Linked DNA regions of Arachis hypogaea: region 2 is linked to region 1. A link is a contact called in public Hi-C data. All regions are on one chromosome and are shown on one strand. Each heading gives the region's core, a stretch centred on a gene start, on an enhancer-like site or on the middle of the called end of the contact. The rest is flanking DNA. Distances are from core to core; before and after follow the strand shown.

The links. Hi-C and Micro-C count contacts between places; a contact is called where the count stands out from the background.
Region 2: a Hi-C map of leaf shows a contact between it and region 1, with 3 times the contacts expected there. The contact joins the enhancer-like site here to the promoter of LOC112802150 in region 1. A contact is called at or near these places in 4 of 8 Hi-C or Micro-C datasets (leaf and an unstated tissue).

The regions. Positions count from the first base shown.
Region 1 is chr5:97,726,811-97,731,322 of arahy.Tifrunner.gnm2.J5K5, forward strand. It overlaps LOC112802150 (ATPase 11, plasma membrane-type), which reads right to left and starts at 2,563. Exons shown (of 10, transcript XM_072237558.1): 1 at 1,977-2,563; 2 at 1,574-1,692; 3 at 1,185-1,280; 4 at 454-594; 5 at 1-34.
Region 2 is chr5:97,817,359-97,821,685 of arahy.Tifrunner.gnm2.J5K5, forward strand. It overlaps LOC112802152 (kinesin-like protein KIN-13B), which reads right to left. Exons shown (of 12, transcript XM_025845245.3): 10 at 3,820-4,318; 11 at 3,671-3,736; 12 at 2,960-3,593. The coding sequence ends at 3,414. Among protein-coding and RNA genes, the nearest start is that of LOC112802152, 6.2 kb to the right of the region's middle. Within about 2 kb of position 1,518, at least 2 of the 3 cell types and tissues checked have open chromatin away from gene starts, as enhancers often do.

The DNA of each region.
Region 1 (4,512 bases), core at 1,313-3,812:
CTAGCTCTAACAATTCCAATAAAAATAATATACACTGAAAATGACAGTGAAATGAAAATATAAGTATCATGACAATTTAGAATATTTTCTCAAGATCAGTGATCATCAACAGTGCTGTGGAACTCAATTTGGTGCTGAATATAAGTAGCTTCAGCACTGAGAACAATTTAATAATTCTTATTTCAAACATATCAAAGTAAATAGAAAAGGCTTGATAGTATTCGGCACAAACCCTTTTACTATTAAATAATTGAATGATAAAACCTACTAAAGTGTGACCTTATTCATATCAATTGCAAATGTTTTCCCCCAATTCAAATTCAGAATAAATGAACATTTGGTTCTTAGTTTTGACTCATAATTATTTAGCACTGAACTTTATGCACTGATATTATTTTCAGTTTAATCACACACGCCGTCAGCATCTCTATAGGTCAAAGAAGAGCCACACACCTTATTCTTCACTGAATAAGACCTATGACCATGGCTCCAGTGTGTTCCACGCACATTTTCTACCCATACATCAAAACCTTGATCTGCAAGGATGAAGCTCAATGATTGTTCAGGAGTATTTAGAAACCATGCATCACCTTCCTGATCACGTCAAATAGCATCAACATATCAAAATGGAGATTCAATCAGATTGTTTAAAACTTCAAAAGGGACTTCACTAAAGCCTGAACAAGTAAACTTGTAACATTAATCTATATATATATAGTACCAGTTGGTGGGAGAATATTAGAAGAAGATGATAAAAGGGCAAAGCATGCCTGAAGCAATCAAAGAGATACTTGTTGTTGATGATCCACAAATATCATCATCAGATTCATCAAAAACCAAGGATAATTTCATTAGGGACTTTGATATAAAGCCTAATGTCATATTATATCACTCCCACAAGTAGAAGCAAAAGCACAATTTGGTTATTGCACTACATGAATTAGAAAGGAAGTAGAGAGACAAGTATAAAGGTTCATGAATCTTTCTATTTTCAATCAAGCAAATTCTAAAATCAAAGAAAGAAACAGTATCCTTCTTACAGAAGTAAAATAGTATCATGTTTCAATTTGATATTCAGAGCTTAATCAGAACAAAAAAGAGAAAGGAAAAGGAAAGCAAAGAGAACAAGGAAAGGGGATGCAATGAGAAAAGTGAATGGAATTGACTATGGACTAGCGAATTACCTGCATGCGCGAACAATAAGTGAGGAGAACATCCCAACTGATCCATCGCCAATGCCTAGCCTTTTCTGTTCTAGTGCAGCCACTTCGACTTTGTTCCTTAATATTTGATAGAATAATAATAAACACCCTGTATTGATCCTAGTAACCGCACAAAATTATTTTTTTTAGTTAAAACTTAATTCATCCATCCTAAATTCCTAATTATACTTTCTTCGTAAGAGTGAGTTTGTTTTTTTTAGACCTGACAAGAAAGAAAGCAAGTATTAAGTATACTATGCACATTCTCTTCATGTCTCAGCTTTCTCTTCAATTTATCAACCTGTCAAGTTTGAAAACATTAATTTACTCTATGTACTGAAAATTTATTTCACTAATAAATTATCACATACATCTTGTATCAAAGCCATTTTCCTTTCTTGATTTGATCGACGCCCATTTTTCTGTGCAGCCATTGCTTTGCTCCTTCTACTTTCCATCTTGTCCTACTTTGCACATTCAGAGATAGAATCTTTGAAAAGCAGCAAAAAGAAAGAACTAGCTTGAGTCTCTGATATGTTTCTTATGACAAGTAAAAGAACCAAGCTTCCACTTTCCAGATTCGGATAATATTCAAAAGAGGAAGAGAAATTCTATCTACATACTATAGTTAAAGTAGTTTAAGCATTGAAATCAAAACTCTTTTAGTGTATAGTGTATAACTGATTCTATCTTACAAATTGCCTAAACCTAGCTAAAACTGGCGCAGAAAAATTGAGCCCTAAGATTTATCGGCATAATTTAAACAATGCATACCTAAATCAGCGTAATTTAAACAGCTACTGATAGTTGCTCTGGTTCTCTTTGGAGCAGGAACGATTGGGATCGGGTCGAATTCCATCGATTTGCTTGCGACAGAGCGCGATAGAGCAGCAACGGTGATAGAGCAGCGACGGAAACAAAGCGTGACGACCTTGAGTCTGAAACGCCCGCGAGAGAAGCGATATACAGGAGAGATAGAGAGAGGTCGACGGCGAGACCAGCCGTGAGAGAGGTGAGACTCAGTGAGCTTGAGGGTGAGAATGGCGAGAGAAGAGCGAAGAAACTCAAAGGAGGGTTAGGGGTTCTTCATCGCGGTTAGGGGTTCTTCGACGGAGGCATTGCAAGCGCCGGCGACCGGCGACGTTCTTCGTGGTGGTTAGGGGTTTTTCGTGAGGCACAATGAAGAGACGGTTAGGGTACAGTGAGGCACAATGAAGACAGGTTAGGGTTAGCTAGGTTAATCGTCTTCCTGAGGCACGATGAAGACGGTGTTCATCTTCATGGAATGCTTTGTAAATGGAGTCGAGAGAGAGAGAGAGGGGGTAGATTAGGTTAGAGTTATTTGTGAAAGGTGCTCGAGAGAGACAGGGGGTAGATTAGGTATAAGTTTTTTTTTCGGCGGAAAGTTTTAAATTACAGACGGATTTTCCGTCTGTAATAATTTAATAAAATGCGCGTTTTGCCAGCTTAATTACAGATGGAAAATCTGTCTGTAACCATTCTGCGAAAAAAATTAATTTTTCTGACGGAATTATAGACGGATTTTCTTTTCCGTCTGTAATTTATACTAATCTATTTTTTTTGTTTTCCGACAAAAAAATCCCTCTGAAATTCCATCTGTATTTCAGTGGGATAAAATCCGTCGGAAATATCCGTCTGTAATAACTAGTTTTCTAGTAGTGTTATTAGATAGATGCCATATAATTTCCCAACTCAGGTTTAATCGATTTACAGAACACTCTCTCTATTTTACATGGAGGTGATTAGTGTGACGTGTCAGGTTTAATGATACACGTCGCTTCCAAAACACACTAGTCTCTGTACACATGGCCAAAACGATATCGTTTTATGACTACTCCAAAGGACGTCATTTTGAATGGGACAGACTAATCCCCAATTTTTGGCCTGAAAATTTTATAAAATTAGGATTTGTCTTTCAACTCTCTCCTAACGTAATCTATAACTGATCTCTCTTCTGTATTCGACCAAGACCATTATAGATTGAGGGAAGTTAATTGGTGATGGTGATGGGAGGCAGCACGTCGATAACAAGTAGGTGTCGTGGTGGGAGATTTGACAGCGCTAGATTGAGCGTTGAAAGCACCACTTTTGGCGGTAAGAGACATTTTAAAAAAGAAGAACACCTTAAGTGCAAGTGTGAGATGTATGTTATAATCACCTAGTCGCAGATAGTGAAGAATTCAAATAGAGTTTTCTTTGGGTGTCCTTACTTTAAGGTATTTGTAGGTTTTATTTAATGTGAAGATCTTAATTTCGAAGAAATATATTAAGAATTAGTTGGTGATTGTTGGATGTGTTATTATATATGCTGAAAAATCAACCACATTGTGTTTTTTTCGCTGGTTTGACGACAATTTTGGTTATGTGAATGACGGCATAGCAGATCGAAATGAATTGGCTTATTTGAATAATTATTTGGATGGTGCAGGTTTACATAGTGGTTTAGATGAGAGAGTTAAGGTATTGGAAGAACTAATATTTGAGGAAAAAAATGATAATGTTGTTAAAGAATATGAAATTTTTGCCTTTGTTAGTGGTTTGATATTATGGGTATTTGTAGTTGTTTTTTGTTGTAGCTTTAGCGGAGTTTAGAGTTGTAAATTTAGTTGTTCTTTCAAATGATCTAATAACTTATAACATATGGAATGACTATAATGATATTTTGGTGAATGTGACATTGTACATGTAATCCCAAATTATAAGATAAGCAATATATGAATTAAGGATATACTATTCTGTATGTAAACTCAAAAAGATATAAAGTATCTAAACTATAGATAATAAAGTATCTTAAAATAGAGTAGCTCATAAAGACATAGAAACCATAGAAGTGTATCTCATAAAATCATAGATAATAAAATATCTTAAAATAGAGTATGTTAAACAAATAACTTAAACCTTAAGCAAGAGAATCTTAAACAACAAAATATGACCATAAACTATTAGCCAAATGTAATACCCTATCACACAGAATCTTATGCTTAAGTCATAAAGTTAAAGTGGCAAGGTATTACAACTTCTAAAAGTAAAAATATATAATAATAGTTGAAAGGAATTTTCACTAGAAGCCTGTGAAGAAGAGTTAAGTAAAGCGTTAAACGGAAAATTGCATCACTCACGTAAACGATAACTAGGAGAGAAGAATTCCAAAGATACATATAGCAAGGCTTTTGACTCGGCTCGCGAAGCTAGAACTGGCCAAAGCAAATATATACATATACATATATATAACCCAAAAGAGTAACCCAACTATATGATAAAACACCTATTTCTCCAAGTCAACCTCTAG
Region 2 (4,327 bases), core at 268-2,767, 90 kb after region 1:
TATTTTATACGATCGTTCAATTATATTGATTCTTTTGAATGATCATTCATGCAATTAATGTAAAATGTAATTATTTTACTATTTTATACTAATGATGCATCAAAATTAAATTTATAATTTACCTTTTATATCATAAAAAATTGAATAAAAGAGATGTAAAAAAAAAAAAATTACAAACATCATTTCTGCATATTTAATAGGAAGTTGAGGTCCCCCTTTCATAATTGTGGTCATGTTTGCGAATATCAATATATCATAGACCAGAAACAGTTGTGAATATCACATGCTCCAAACATGTGTTGTCTGAGCGTATTAAGCTTCTCATAAACTAGAGAGACAATTCCCTTGTTGATCGAACTTAATAAATTAGTATTAAGTATAATATCAATCGTGTTTTTTTCTCAATGTAATCTTGCTAAGATTATTGACTCGATGGAGATCAATTCATTTACTCTATTCTAAAAGTGTGGTACTTGAGAATAAGAAGGTTTAGCTTTAGAAAAGGGTTCTTGTCTACTTAGTTTGTCTTGACTCGGGAAAAAGTTATTGATGATTCTACCAACATGCATGTTATTGTTAGTCTATTTGGTTCTGCTAAGCTATCCAAAAAATGTTGCCTACAAAAGAAAAAAAAAAATCCTTGGATTTTACATTATCTGTATTCCTATCACAATTGCTGTTGGTTCGTTAACTATTATATCATGGTTACCGGTTAGGCATTGACAAAAATGTGTCATGGAACTACTTTACCTTCTATTCAAACAAATTTAATCAGTATTCTTTAGAGTCCATATAAAGTGGCACCTTTCCCCATCTTACACCTAATGGTATGCTGGTTTTATCTCATGTTTCATCTTTAGATGTAAATTTTCTTCAACTATATTTCCTTGTAGCTCAGCTCCCAAGAAATAAAGTTCCTACTTGCTAGCCACATGTGTGATTATTGAGATGTTGTTCAAGGATTTTCGTCGTAATGTCAATTGTTTTTAGCTTCATTTTGCTGGCTTTTGTCTTGATCCTATCGTGAATGCTCCCGTGTCCCAGAGCTCTTGGAGCTTATATGCTTGTACCCCCAAAAAAATAAATAAATAAGGGGAGGGTCAGGGTAAGAGCCAGAGGGATGGGAGGAAGAAAAAGAAAATTATTTACACGAAAATGAGCTGTATTTGGAATTGAAAATGAGCCCATAATGTATGACGAAAATAGTAAAATTAAATATTAACTAATCTTAAAGAAAATATTAATACGTGTTATAACGATATGGTAATAGTTGTGAAATGAAATTTTCGAACTTAAATTATGCCAAAAATTTCAGATTCATAATGAGCCGACTTTAGTTCATGGACAAGTGCCAAAGTGTAAGTACACATATAACAGGGATTTGAGGCCAAACTGAAAAAGAAGGGTAGATGCTTTATTTACGGCTAGCAAGAGCCCCCCATAAACGATGTCCACCTAAACCTGAGCAAGGTCATCATCAAGGGTGACACAGACAACGAGCATAATAACAAAATGGAGCAGAACGAAATTTCATTGGCCAGATCAAAGCGTTTCTTTTCAGCACCGTGTCTCTTGCACACAACAACAGGTGGCAGTGCCAAAATACTTTGTGATCAATGCTCCACCACAATATGTGATTCTGCTCCATTGTCTTGGTATGGTAATAAGTAATAACTAACAATTATCAATGAATAAAAGGATAAAATCACTATTTTACCTTTCAAAAGATTCAACCAACGAGCTTTTAACTCACATGACATTTGTCCCCTTTTCCAGTATAGAGGTTTCGGATCAGAGCCTCTCTTAATGTAATAAAACAAAAAAAACACTATTTTACCTTTCAAATGATTCATTTATTAAAAAATGTTTAAAAGAATAATAAATACCTCATAGTAAATATTTGGTTTGTCTTACAAATTCATTCAAGGTAAAAATTTTGTAAGTAAACTAAAACTTGAAGTGTGAAAATAGACAAATGACCTAAGACCCAAATGAAACATAACCTTTTATATAACAACTATTTTGACAAATAAATTAATCTTTCAAGGATTAACATGATAATTTACTTTGGATAACAGTAGTTTATAAGGAATGACACATCACCAGATTTTGAGAACAAAAGGACAGTAATTTGGTGGGCACTGAAGGTGTCCACTTGGGGCTGTGCAGCTATCATGGTCAAGGTGTTACTTATTATGACACATTTGACATTGTCAAAACGACCTGTACTACTGTAGTGACACAACAAAAGTTGTGTGCTTTGAATTTTGAAAGCAACAGGGCACGGGTGTTGTGGGACAGGTGTCAAGGGAGACAACGAAGGAATTCAATTACAATTTTGCAAGTTAGATTAGGGCAACATCATCAGAGTTAACAAGGATCAAGGGTGACCCTACCCTTAACCAATGGATATTATTTGCGTATGCATAGAAATATTGAAAAAGATTTTGTGATGCATGCAACAGTTGCAATCTGCAATCTGCATCTCCCAACGAAGTATTATAAATCCAGAGATTGTGACTTTAGATTTTGGCATGAAGTAAGCTGTTATCTAGAACTCCTCATTCAAGTCATCATCCCTAAAATGAGTCAACTTAGAAAAATACGCACATTGACATCTACTGAGGCAAATCGAAGATGATCAAAGGATCTAGATGTGCTCCCCAATGGCCTTCCATATTTTATTTCCAGTATTTGGCCATTCACTTGTCAGCACAAGATCACTAGACAACCAGAACCAGTTTGTTTTGGTTTCTATTTTCGTTCTTAATATTTTCGATTTTTAGAATTGTGTGAACAAAGTGAATATCATAAAATTTTATCTTATTTTCACTTCTTTCACAAATTTCTAAAAAAGAAAATACAAAAAATGAAACCAAAAGTACTTCTACTTTTCCCTTAATACAAAACTGACCCTGGGTTTCATATTATCATAAAAGTAAGGGAAAGATAAGGGGGATACATTGAATGTGATATAGTATATAACAAGACACGATGACAAGTATGCCATGGTCAAAATCCATCAAGGAAGACGGTACATAAATTAAAAAATACAATAATATAAATTAAGAATAAAGATTCAACTATTCAAGGTTGCAAGACTAGCAACCCCCAACAGGGAATTCGACTGTATAATGTACACTCCTCGGATTGCGAAAATTGTGGATGCCCATCTGCATACCGTTCAATTCATTTCAAGCCACAGTAGTGGCTTGTCTGAGGATTTAGGGCAAAGAACAAAGACAAAGACAAGGGTGATTCCCATTTCTGAACTCCAGAACCACAATAATCTTGTGAACATTCTTAACTAAAACACATGAGAAACAATCCACTGCAGTGAAGATCTCAGCAACAATAAGTGAAAAGTATTGCACATCCACAAGACAAACACACCAAGCATGACCTCATTAACACTATAAGTTACCAGGAGACATGAAAACGTTATACTCATTTAAGCGTCTCTGAAATTGAGCCAACTGCGTCTGCAATTGAAGGATTCCTGCAGCCTTTTGTGACAAAATGGTATTCAATTTAGTAATGTAATCATCCAAATGATTTCCTGGTTGGTCAGCTTCAACAAGCAAATTCATCTCCTGCATAAAAATTGCATTAAAGCAAACAACCAAGCTAGGCAACTCACTGAACTAAGGTATCAGAGATTCATACACACCTCCTTAACAATGTCTATTGTTTCCTCCACTTGTCTCCGATGAGCAGTTACAAGATCTTCCTCTTCCTAATCACCAAGCAAAATAAGCACCATTCAGTACTTCAATAGTCGCAAATATTATATCAAAATATGGCATAAAATAAACATACCTTCAATAGGGCATTTAAATCATCATCAGGAACAGAATGATTAGCCTCAAATTGTGGCGGATTTACATGTTTAACACACGATTCTATCTTCCTCTTGTCCTCCAAACTAGATAACTGGCTGCCATCCACCCTCTTATTAGTTTTTCTTATTCTGTCTTGTTCATATATTGGTCCTGGATAATCAATTCCATTTTCAGCTTTGTCATTTTGACTGCCTCTTTGGCCTCTTTGTAAATCAGAAAACACAGATGGTGCCAAATTTCCACCAGTCCTACCACTTGGAACACGATCCACAATCATTGGAGGAGAAGGTTCTCTTTCAAGTTGTTTGGACCAACCAAATCGGTTCTTCTCATTATATACATTGGTTGCTTCATCCTCAAAGGTATCATCCTGAGATAAAATTGAAGACCCAGAATTCAATACAGTTGAGTCTCTAACATTTGACGAAGAAACAGGATCCCTTTTGGAGTTGTTCCCTTTTGACAGGCTCTTTACCCTGGAGTAT